2 separate regions of the Danio rerio genome follow, and region 1 is linked to region 2. Evidence: chromatin contacts called from public HiCAR-type data. All regions are on one chromosome and are shown on one strand. The core of a region is the stretch at or near the end of the contact, and the rest is flanking DNA. Distances in the headings are between cores, read along the strand shown. Region 1 overlaps spsb4a (splA/ryanodine receptor domain and SOCS box containing 4a). Region 2 overlaps LOC141378646.

Evidence for each region. HiCAR-type assays count read pairs that join an accessible place to other places.
Region 1: a contact with region 2 is called in a HiCAR-type map of caudal fin, with 4 times the contacts expected there. The contact joins two enhancer-like sites. A contact is called at or near these places in 2 of 18 Hi-C or Micro-C datasets (caudal fin and embryo) and 1 of 4 datasets of contacts at active chromatin or transcription factors (caudal fin).

The regions. Positions count from the first base shown.
Region 1 is chr2:42,668,350-42,672,928 of GRCz12tu, forward strand. All of the region lies in intron 2 of spsb4a (splA/ryanodine receptor domain and SOCS box containing 4a), which reads right to left. All of the region lies in intron 1 of LOC141378646, which reads right to left. Among named protein-coding and RNA genes, the nearest start is that of zgc:136870, 24 kb to the left of the region's middle. Within about 2 kb of position 1,827, at least 9 of the 62 cell types and tissues checked have an H3K27ac peak or open chromatin away from gene starts, as enhancers often do.
Region 2 is chr2:42,605,866-42,610,252 of GRCz12tu, forward strand. The region is part of intron 1 of LOC141378646; the gene reads right to left. Among named protein-coding and RNA genes, the nearest start is that of cbln7, 22 kb to the left of the region's middle. Within about 2 kb of position 1,701, at least 6 of the 62 cell types and tissues checked have an H3K27ac peak or open chromatin away from gene starts, as enhancers often do.

The sequences.
Region 1 (4,579 bases), core at 577-3,076, 63 kb after region 2:
GTTGCCACTGGCTTGCAGGGTTTGGGACTTGTGGAGCTGCGCATCGATGGATTTGCTCTTCACTGTTTGAACTCTCAGCCGTGAAAATTAAACCACACTGAACTGAACTTCAACTCTGAAAATTGGACTGACACGGTTTCAATTTACAATAATCTTCTATGGTAAGCTGTTTGACACAATATACATTGTAAGTGCCATAGAAATAGAGATGAAATTAATTGAATTTTAGGCTAAATTGCCCACCCCTATTTCAAACTAATTCAAATTGTATTTTTGTCTTTGTATTTTTTTACACTCACAATGCTGGTAGACCCATTTTATAAATCATCAAGGACGTCAGTTAAATTATTGTGTTAGACGGCCAGAAGGTGAGTAAATTAAGCAAATTAAGTGAACTGCCCCCTAAAGGCCATGGGGGGAGATTTTTACTCACACATCTCTCATAAAATCGGATGTCAATTAACATGTAGATCATTTAACTGTGGTTCTTGAGCACAACACGAACAACTAAAACACAAATACACTTCACTGAACACATAAACATGACCTATTTATAACAGCAGATTAAATATGTTTATTGATAATAACTTTAACAGTTAAATGCTATTAGTTGCTAGTTAATTAGTCAAGCTATGGTAACTCACAACCTTAACTTTTCTGAATTTGTAATGCAATAATGTGCACATTTTCTAAAGGTGCTTTTGCATTAATATTTATTCTGAAAAGTGGTATACAAACGAACTTGAATTGAAATATAATTAGAATATTTTAGACAATTATAATATATTAGATATTTTCTTTAAATAACTCATGTACATAAATGTCTAAGTTGAATCATAAGCAGCCGTTATTCCAAATATATGCAAGATCAAATTGAATGTATCAATACTATTAATACTCCAATAAAATAATACAAATTAAGAATATAATATAAAATAATAAAAGTATTACTCTATTAAAAGTATTTGGAATTTGAATTAGAATGACAAGAGGCATACTTGTAGCTCGAAGTGAATAATGGCATTGAGAAATTATGTTTGTATGTATGAACACAAATGACACAAAGATCAATAACAGCTAAATATAACAGAGGGGTGAGGGAAATGTACAGATCAAGTGTGCATCACAAGCACTGAAAGGTGAAGGCAAAACACTTAGAGCGCCCCCTTATGGTGGGTTGTAGTACAGGTCACATGCCCAGTCTATGTAAACAAATACATGAGCCATACTGTACTAAGCAACTGCAGTATGTATGATTACTGATGCATGTTTTTATTTTTATTTTTTGTGATCTACTCATGATTACTATTATACAGGGTGGGCCATTTATATGGATAAACCTTAATAAAATGAGAATGGTTGGTGATATTAACATCCTGTTTGTGGCACATTAGTATATGTAAGGGGGCTTGTAAATAACTTATGAAAGAATAAAGTTACATTTAAAACAAACCGCACCATTGCTTTTCTTGTGAAATTCCCAATAAGTTCACAAAGGTGTATCCATATAAATGGCCCAGCCTGTACAAAGACGCATTTTGCCTTCCTTTTTTTTTGTCAGTGCAAGAAAGCGGAGATGCACCATCAATCTTTTTTCATAATCTACTGTGTGTATAGACAAAATAAAAACAGACTGCAGGTAAAAATGTGAAATCACTCGAAAGAACAAAATCTGGAATAAATATACGATGTCTATCCTGCTGAATTTCGATAAATATATAATCGCATAGTCACCCATCCTAACACATCCCAAACATGTGGGTACGTGTGTGCAGTGGTGAGTCTTGTTCAGGGCCTGCCTGCTGCTTTTCATTTGCAGTGCGATGAATCACAGCGGCAGTGATAAACACTGTTCCACTGGCGTGCAGATAACTTCTCGGGGTGCTGTCACTCACACAAACAGTGCTCAGCAGAACGGGCAGACGTGGGCTCCATCGAAGCACAGAAGCGTCTTACTTCTCGCACTCTCTTTTTCTCTCTCACAAAAACCTGCTCGCAATTTGTACGCACACACTTATAATCAGACGCAAATAACTCTCTCTCACACTCGCGCTCTGTCTCACACAATCAGTGTTTCCAGGCTTCCCTCACAAGACTCTCGAGTGTTCTTGCAGAGTTACTTTCTACTTATAGGTCTATGTTATTCTCACTTATGTATGGGTTTTATAGATATGGCATATTAAAACTTAATGAGATGCTTGCTTACTAAGCAATTTCTGGACTTCACAGCAATGTTGTTGCAGAAAGAATGTCTAGGCAATAGACACAAGTCTAATAATGTCTAAAAGTATTATTTTATTAAGCAAGTCAACTGGTTTTGAAACACTATGCATGTCAAATATGTTGTTAAATTAGAAATTTCACTATTTATTTAAAAAACTGAGATTGCAGAACAATTCTAAAGCTACTAGGTCATCTTATGATGGCTAGCATGTTATCTATGTAGGCTGTTTACTACGTTTTGGAACACTTGATGAGTTTTCAGTAGCCAGTCGAGATCTAGTACCATTTCCAAATTACCAATGCATTTCAAGAGTTCACACATTGATATTACTTGATACTAATTGCAGGTTTGACATGCTGTTCGGTGACAGAACCCTGAGAATATTGAGCCCACTGCTCCCACCTGGCCATCTAGCGTGTAAGGAGTAAGGAGGTCAAAGATCAGGAAGTTCTTGAGAGCTCCCCCTGGAGGGGGAATTCTGCATAAAAATATGAAGATAAGGGAAGTAGGATGAAATTGGCTATTTGTTGTAGGCTTGGATTAATCTGTTTATCAATAATTGCAGATGAGAGTCCAGCCACAATCAATCATATTCTCCACTCAAAATTAGTTTATAAAACTTCACTTTGTGACCACTTGTGAGCGATTCCAGCGTTATGGATGTGACATTTGCAGTAAAATCTCAAAACATAAGTTGACAGAGAAAGTAAATGTTACAGTTATATTGAAACATCTGTTTATATGATATCCAAAACAACTCACCACAGAATTATGGGAGCAGAAAAATCTCTAAACATTGTATTTGGATTCCCCCTTTCCATTTCCTTTTTTTATGCTACATCAGTGGACAACAAAAGTACTATTGAACTTAAGTTATATGAGCTTAGAAGTGACAAGCTTATATATGTTTTCACTTTTTGCATATTTAGCACTGTCTGCTTATAATCAGACTGATGAAAATGCACCATAATATTAGAAGTAAATGCTCAAAAAAATGGCCTAATTAGACATTATTTCTGGACATCAAAGTCGTGTTTTGTTGTAGCTAGATAGATTAGGATTATTGCTTTATTGGGTTTAGAAAAATCATTCGTATTGTGCCCCAAAAGTAACACTAAAACAAACAGTTTAATTAGTTAATCAAATTACGAGGGCACGTAGTCCTAATATTTTAAAAATCGTTTGTTCATTCATTCGTTCATTCATTTATTGTTAGGCTGTTTTTTTTATGATGTGTAACATTACCTACAGTACAATGTATGAATTGGCCAGCCTGATCTCATGAGGAAACTTAACTATTTTGAGTTAAATGTACAATTTTAAAAAGGAGGAATGGCACCCAGACCTTAAACCTAATCGCCATTGGGGGATGAGCAAATTGTACTAAATTGTACGAATGAGATTGTACGAATTCATACAAATTAGCCACTAAAGGAAAAAGTTACGAATTTCCGTGAGATTGCGTTGGAATTAACTGCTTAATTTAGCAGTTCAATCTTTTATACAGCAGTTAATTTATTGGTATTTATATTAATTATGAATATAAAATTATATTTTGACTAACAATAATACAACATAGGAACAGTGCAATTTATAACCAATTTTTCAGAAAATACAGTAGGCATATTTCTAGCTTAATCTATCTAAAATCTACTTGAGAGCTTACTACATTCTGAGACACCATTTCTATTTTGATATTCCATGCCATTATCTCCCACAAGTGAATATAGTTTCTCAAAAAACTGCGCCTTTAACCCTTAAAAATTCTATTTAGGCCAATCAGTAGATCCGTAACAACCCCTATGATGTACAACTATTATGACTGGCAGCTATCTAGCTGCTGACAGTTTCTGCCACAGTCTTGTGTTTACGTTATCCCTTTCCATCTCTAATAGTATCCTGCTCTGAACACTTTAAACTCATAAGTATCTATTTTAAGACCTATTCACCACAGAGGAGTCTGATTCAGTCAGACGGCTCTGAGTGTGTGTAATGAAAGAAGTTTTCTGTTGTCCTCTGAGATGTGTAAGAAGGCAGTGTTGGGAGCATGCTTGCATATATATTAAAATTAAGCCTGGGGTTTAAACTGTGCTGCACATATCTAAAAATGTCACAGCTTACATTTTTTTCTCCAAACCTATCCTCCTAACTGCATTCATTATCCATTGGTTCTCTCACCCTAACCGTCGCTTGCAGCCCCATGCATTCCACAAGAAAGGAGCTCCCTGCACACAAATTACAATGTGCAAAACACCTAAAACGTGTATATAAACCCACAATCCGCTGCGCAGTTTTTAACACTGCTTGGAAAGTGTGAGATTCCAAGTGCAGCTCTGCAACCGGTCCAAAGATGGC
Region 2 (4,387 bases), core at 451-2,950:
TATATATATATATATATATATATATATATATATATATATATATATATATATATATATTGTTGTTATTATTATTGTTATTATTATTATTAATTTACTAATTCAAATCAATATCTAATTTTACATCATTTGATTTATATTTGATTATTATACATTTTTCTATTTTATTAAAATAGGCCTGCAAGTATACAAAACTAAGTAATAACATTATGAACTTTGAAGTTCAAACAAGCTGCAAAAATCAGCAAAAAAAACAAACAAAAAAACAAAACAAAAAACATTTGCAATACTTCCTAAATTAGCGTTTGATAATAAATACTTTGAATAGGGGTTTACCTTTAAAATATTTATTTAGAACCACAGCTGACCATAAATCCCTAATGATATAATATCTTTAATATCCATGCTTCAAATATCCAAAATATCTTATTGTGGTCTTCTGAGTTACAGAAGGCTGGCATCCTTATTTTGTTTATTTATTGCATCAGATGTATTGTCTAATGAAAGTCAGCGCCAACATGGCATTGCTCCATACTGTCGTTTTCACAAAAGGGGCAAAGAAAACATTCCTAAAGTTTGGTTTCCAACTGGTTAAGTTAGACTTACTGTAATAACCGAGTGTTTTTACTTGTTTGAGTCCAGCTGTAACCGCCGCGGCTGAGACAGCGCAGTCCTTTCAGTATGATTCCGCCTATCCCAGCTTCTGTTATTACATGTACAAGTGTATCAGTGATGAAGACTGTTTGAATTTTATTTTTTGTTCCCCTACGAGCTTGGTTTTCATGGTAGTGCCAAAATAAAGGACTGTTCTGGGAAAATTGGGACGTCTGATGACTAAAACAGGGCTATTCAATATTCTGATTGGGCTACAGCCCCTCTGAGCCCCAGTTTAGCACAGGCGTCACTGTTTTTGAACAGCAGCGAATCGAAAGGAATACTTCACATTATCAACGAGAGAAAGCAAAGAGACGTTTCCCGCGTCATAGCAAATTAGTTCTTCAGCCAATCAAGGGCCGCCTTCTTCCATGGGCCCTGAGGCTTGAGCCTCATCTAGCACTTACGTTGGTCTGTGTGGAACAAAATCAATGTCTAAAGTCTTGAATTAAAAAGCTTGTTGAATATCACAAACTGAAAAAATAATACACCGTATTAACAAGTTCTTGCATTTTAATTCAAGACTTTTGGCATTGATTTTGTTCCATAGGTCTGGCCCTGTTTGTGGACTTTGACCTTGTCAGAAACTGACCTATGGAGGACAAGGGAATCAGATTTCACCTGAAATATCTTAATTTGTATCCTAAAGATGAACAAAGGCTTCAAGAAATTGAAACAACATGAGGGTAATAAAATACATCATTTTCATTTTTGGCTGAACAAACCCTTGAATGAAAAACCTTCACGTTTCTTGCCGATTATAAAGGACTGCATTTAATTATTCCACCAGGGCTGCATCTCAAAGAAACAATCTGTACCCCTGGATTTCCTCTTTTAATAGCCATGGCACATGAATAGGAAATCTGCAACGAGAACACCACAACAAAAGGTGCTGTCTCCAGTGTTTTCTCAGCAAAGTACATTTGCCAGCACTGTTTTCTTCTACCATCAGTGATGTTGTGACCAGCTCAGGCCAGGATGCACCTGCGTGTGGAAGCTGAGGTCATTTAGGACACGAAGATCTTTTCCCCAGACCATCACTGCCACCGGCTCCCTATTTATACCCTCATTCTCTCGCGCACACACACATACACAACAGCCACAGACCCACAGGGAAGGAAGCACATAAAGGAAGTCTCACTTTTTTTGGTTAACACACATCTCTCAAGGTCTCCCAGTGGTGGATCAGCTCTCGGCCTCCTATTTACACCCTGGTAAGTTAAGGAAATAGCCAGTGGCTCATGTCTACACAGCATATGGAGAATCACACTGGGAGGAAGTCAGTACAATACTCATTTCCAAGAGCTCAACAATCGCCTGCTAACGATGAAGGACATAATACATAAACAAGCAGTGATTCCCAAGCTTCGAAAGGATTTGCACACAAACGTAGACAACTTCGGCCATTCCCTCAAGGCTGGAAACACACAGAACAGGCTGTTCCTCCTTTGGTTAAAGATGTTTGTTAGTGATTTAAGACAGGACTGGGAGGAAACAGAGGATTGGGAGGATCAATGTCCTGGCTTAAACCGCAGCTTTGATCAGGGCTCCATCTCTGTACCTGCGCTCTCAGATCAGTGTTATTCAATTACAAAGAGCTGATTCCAAATGTGAAAGAGAGAAGCCAAAAAAAGTCAATTTTCATGCCGTCGCAGAAGGACAGTATCTCACCATCTGACATTGATTTCCAATACGAGAGTTCTAACATGTCTAGATGCAGTAAAACAGGATGAGATTACTCTAAACTGGCCTATCACATTATTAAAAGCAAAAATCAGTAAAAGCATTCTCCATTATCTTAAAAAAAAAAAAAAACACACCATTTATCATTCGCTGACCTAAATGGAGGATCAGTATAGAGCTTTTACTGCAACATATGCATATATATGATTTGATCTGAGCTGGATTATGGAGGTATTTTGTAGGACTAAACATTTAATATATATATAGCTTTAGCATCCATTACACCGGTCTGTAGTGTCACATGTTTGTTGCTGTGAATGCTCCTATACCGAATTGGTGCTCATTCCATATTATCAATGCTTAAAAACAGTTTATTTTTGTGAAAATCCTGATAAATATTTTGCTTCTTTTTTTTTCTAACATTTTTAATAGAAATATTATATACATTATGAAAACTGTTACTGTCAATTTTAATAATATATAATATATAGTATTACAAAAAGATTACTTTCTTAAAAATGCCAGTGACATTCGTTTGAATAATTGTGTGCACTAGTTGTACATATATTTTAAAATTTGCGTCATACTAATACTAATTTAAAATGACAATATTATATTAGACCAGATCGAAAACTTAACTCTATAGCCACTTTTTGCTAGCATATAATTTTACCTGTCCTACATAGGGTTGGGAACTGAAACCCTGTGCTATGCAACCGGTATGCACCAGACTGAATCTGCATATGGATTTTTGGTTCCTAATTTTGGGTGCCACTGGTGCTGCGACAAAAGCGTAAGAAGCAGCAAGGAGTACATCAAATGCATACAAAAGTATGTGTTGTCACACCATAAATATTTAATTTGAAACAACTAGAGGTATGGACACCATCCTCAATGTTAAGGCGGATTTTATTCACCTTATTCTTATTCTTTATACACCTTTATTCTTTCTCAATTCCTGGAGGGCCGAAGCCCTGCACATTTAGTTCCAACCCTGCTCCAACACACTTACCTGTAGGTTTCAAACAAGCCTGAAGGACTCAATTAGTTTGATCAGGTGTGTTTAATTAGGGTTGGAACTAAACTGTGCAGAGCTGCGGCCCTTTTGGAACTGAGTTTGACACCTGTGCTCTAAAGCAATCGCAAAAACGAGTGCACTTTCGCATTAAAGAATAAGGTAAATATGTTTGTCTGGCACCACGTGGCAGACTTCCGCTGACTGTGCACGCACCTCATGAAGTAGAAGAGGCTTTTATACTTGATGCTTTCACCATGGACATATTCTTTAAAATGATAGGGGCAGTAAAAAAAACAGCATAAAATCAGCGAATAAACAAGAGAAATAGGAAGTTTCCAGAAATACGTCATATCATTAATATTATTGAGGTTTTTTTAATAATTATTTTTATTATTTTATAAATTATTTTGATGAGTATAAGGATTTTTATAACCATTCAAGAATTGTTTTAAATCAAAGGTTGATGCATCACTTGCTTTTGTTCATATCTCTGACAGTTTTACCTATTAAAGTATAATAAATGTTAATGACAAGAGTACATGGGTTGCTCTACAAATATATGTTGTCCAACTGGTTGTCTCTATGATCACGCATGAATGGATCATAAAAATGTCTGCACAGTCGTACCCATTTCAGACAAAATCTCTTTAAAGTGATTCATATTTAACTCAAATGAAATGTAGCACCGAGCAAACTGTTCGCTCGAGTCTCAAAACAATTGTGCGCTCCGCCAGCCAAAATCATGTTGAGCGCACCCAAAGTGAACCTCCGCAAACAACACGATGACGTCACATTCGTTTTTGGTGGTAGTTAAAGATCTAGATATTTATATAAATACCATTAAGGAGAGTACAAACAAAAAAACTGTTAAAACCGTGTATTTGTTTGACACTTTTAAGTTATTGAGAGTTAGCAAGGCCTAGTTTTGTTTTGTAATATTTTTTTTGTTTACTTTGTTATTTTATTTTTTTTTACTTATTGAGTTTTTGTACTTCTATATAATTTTATTAAGATTTTATTATTCTTTTTGCATAC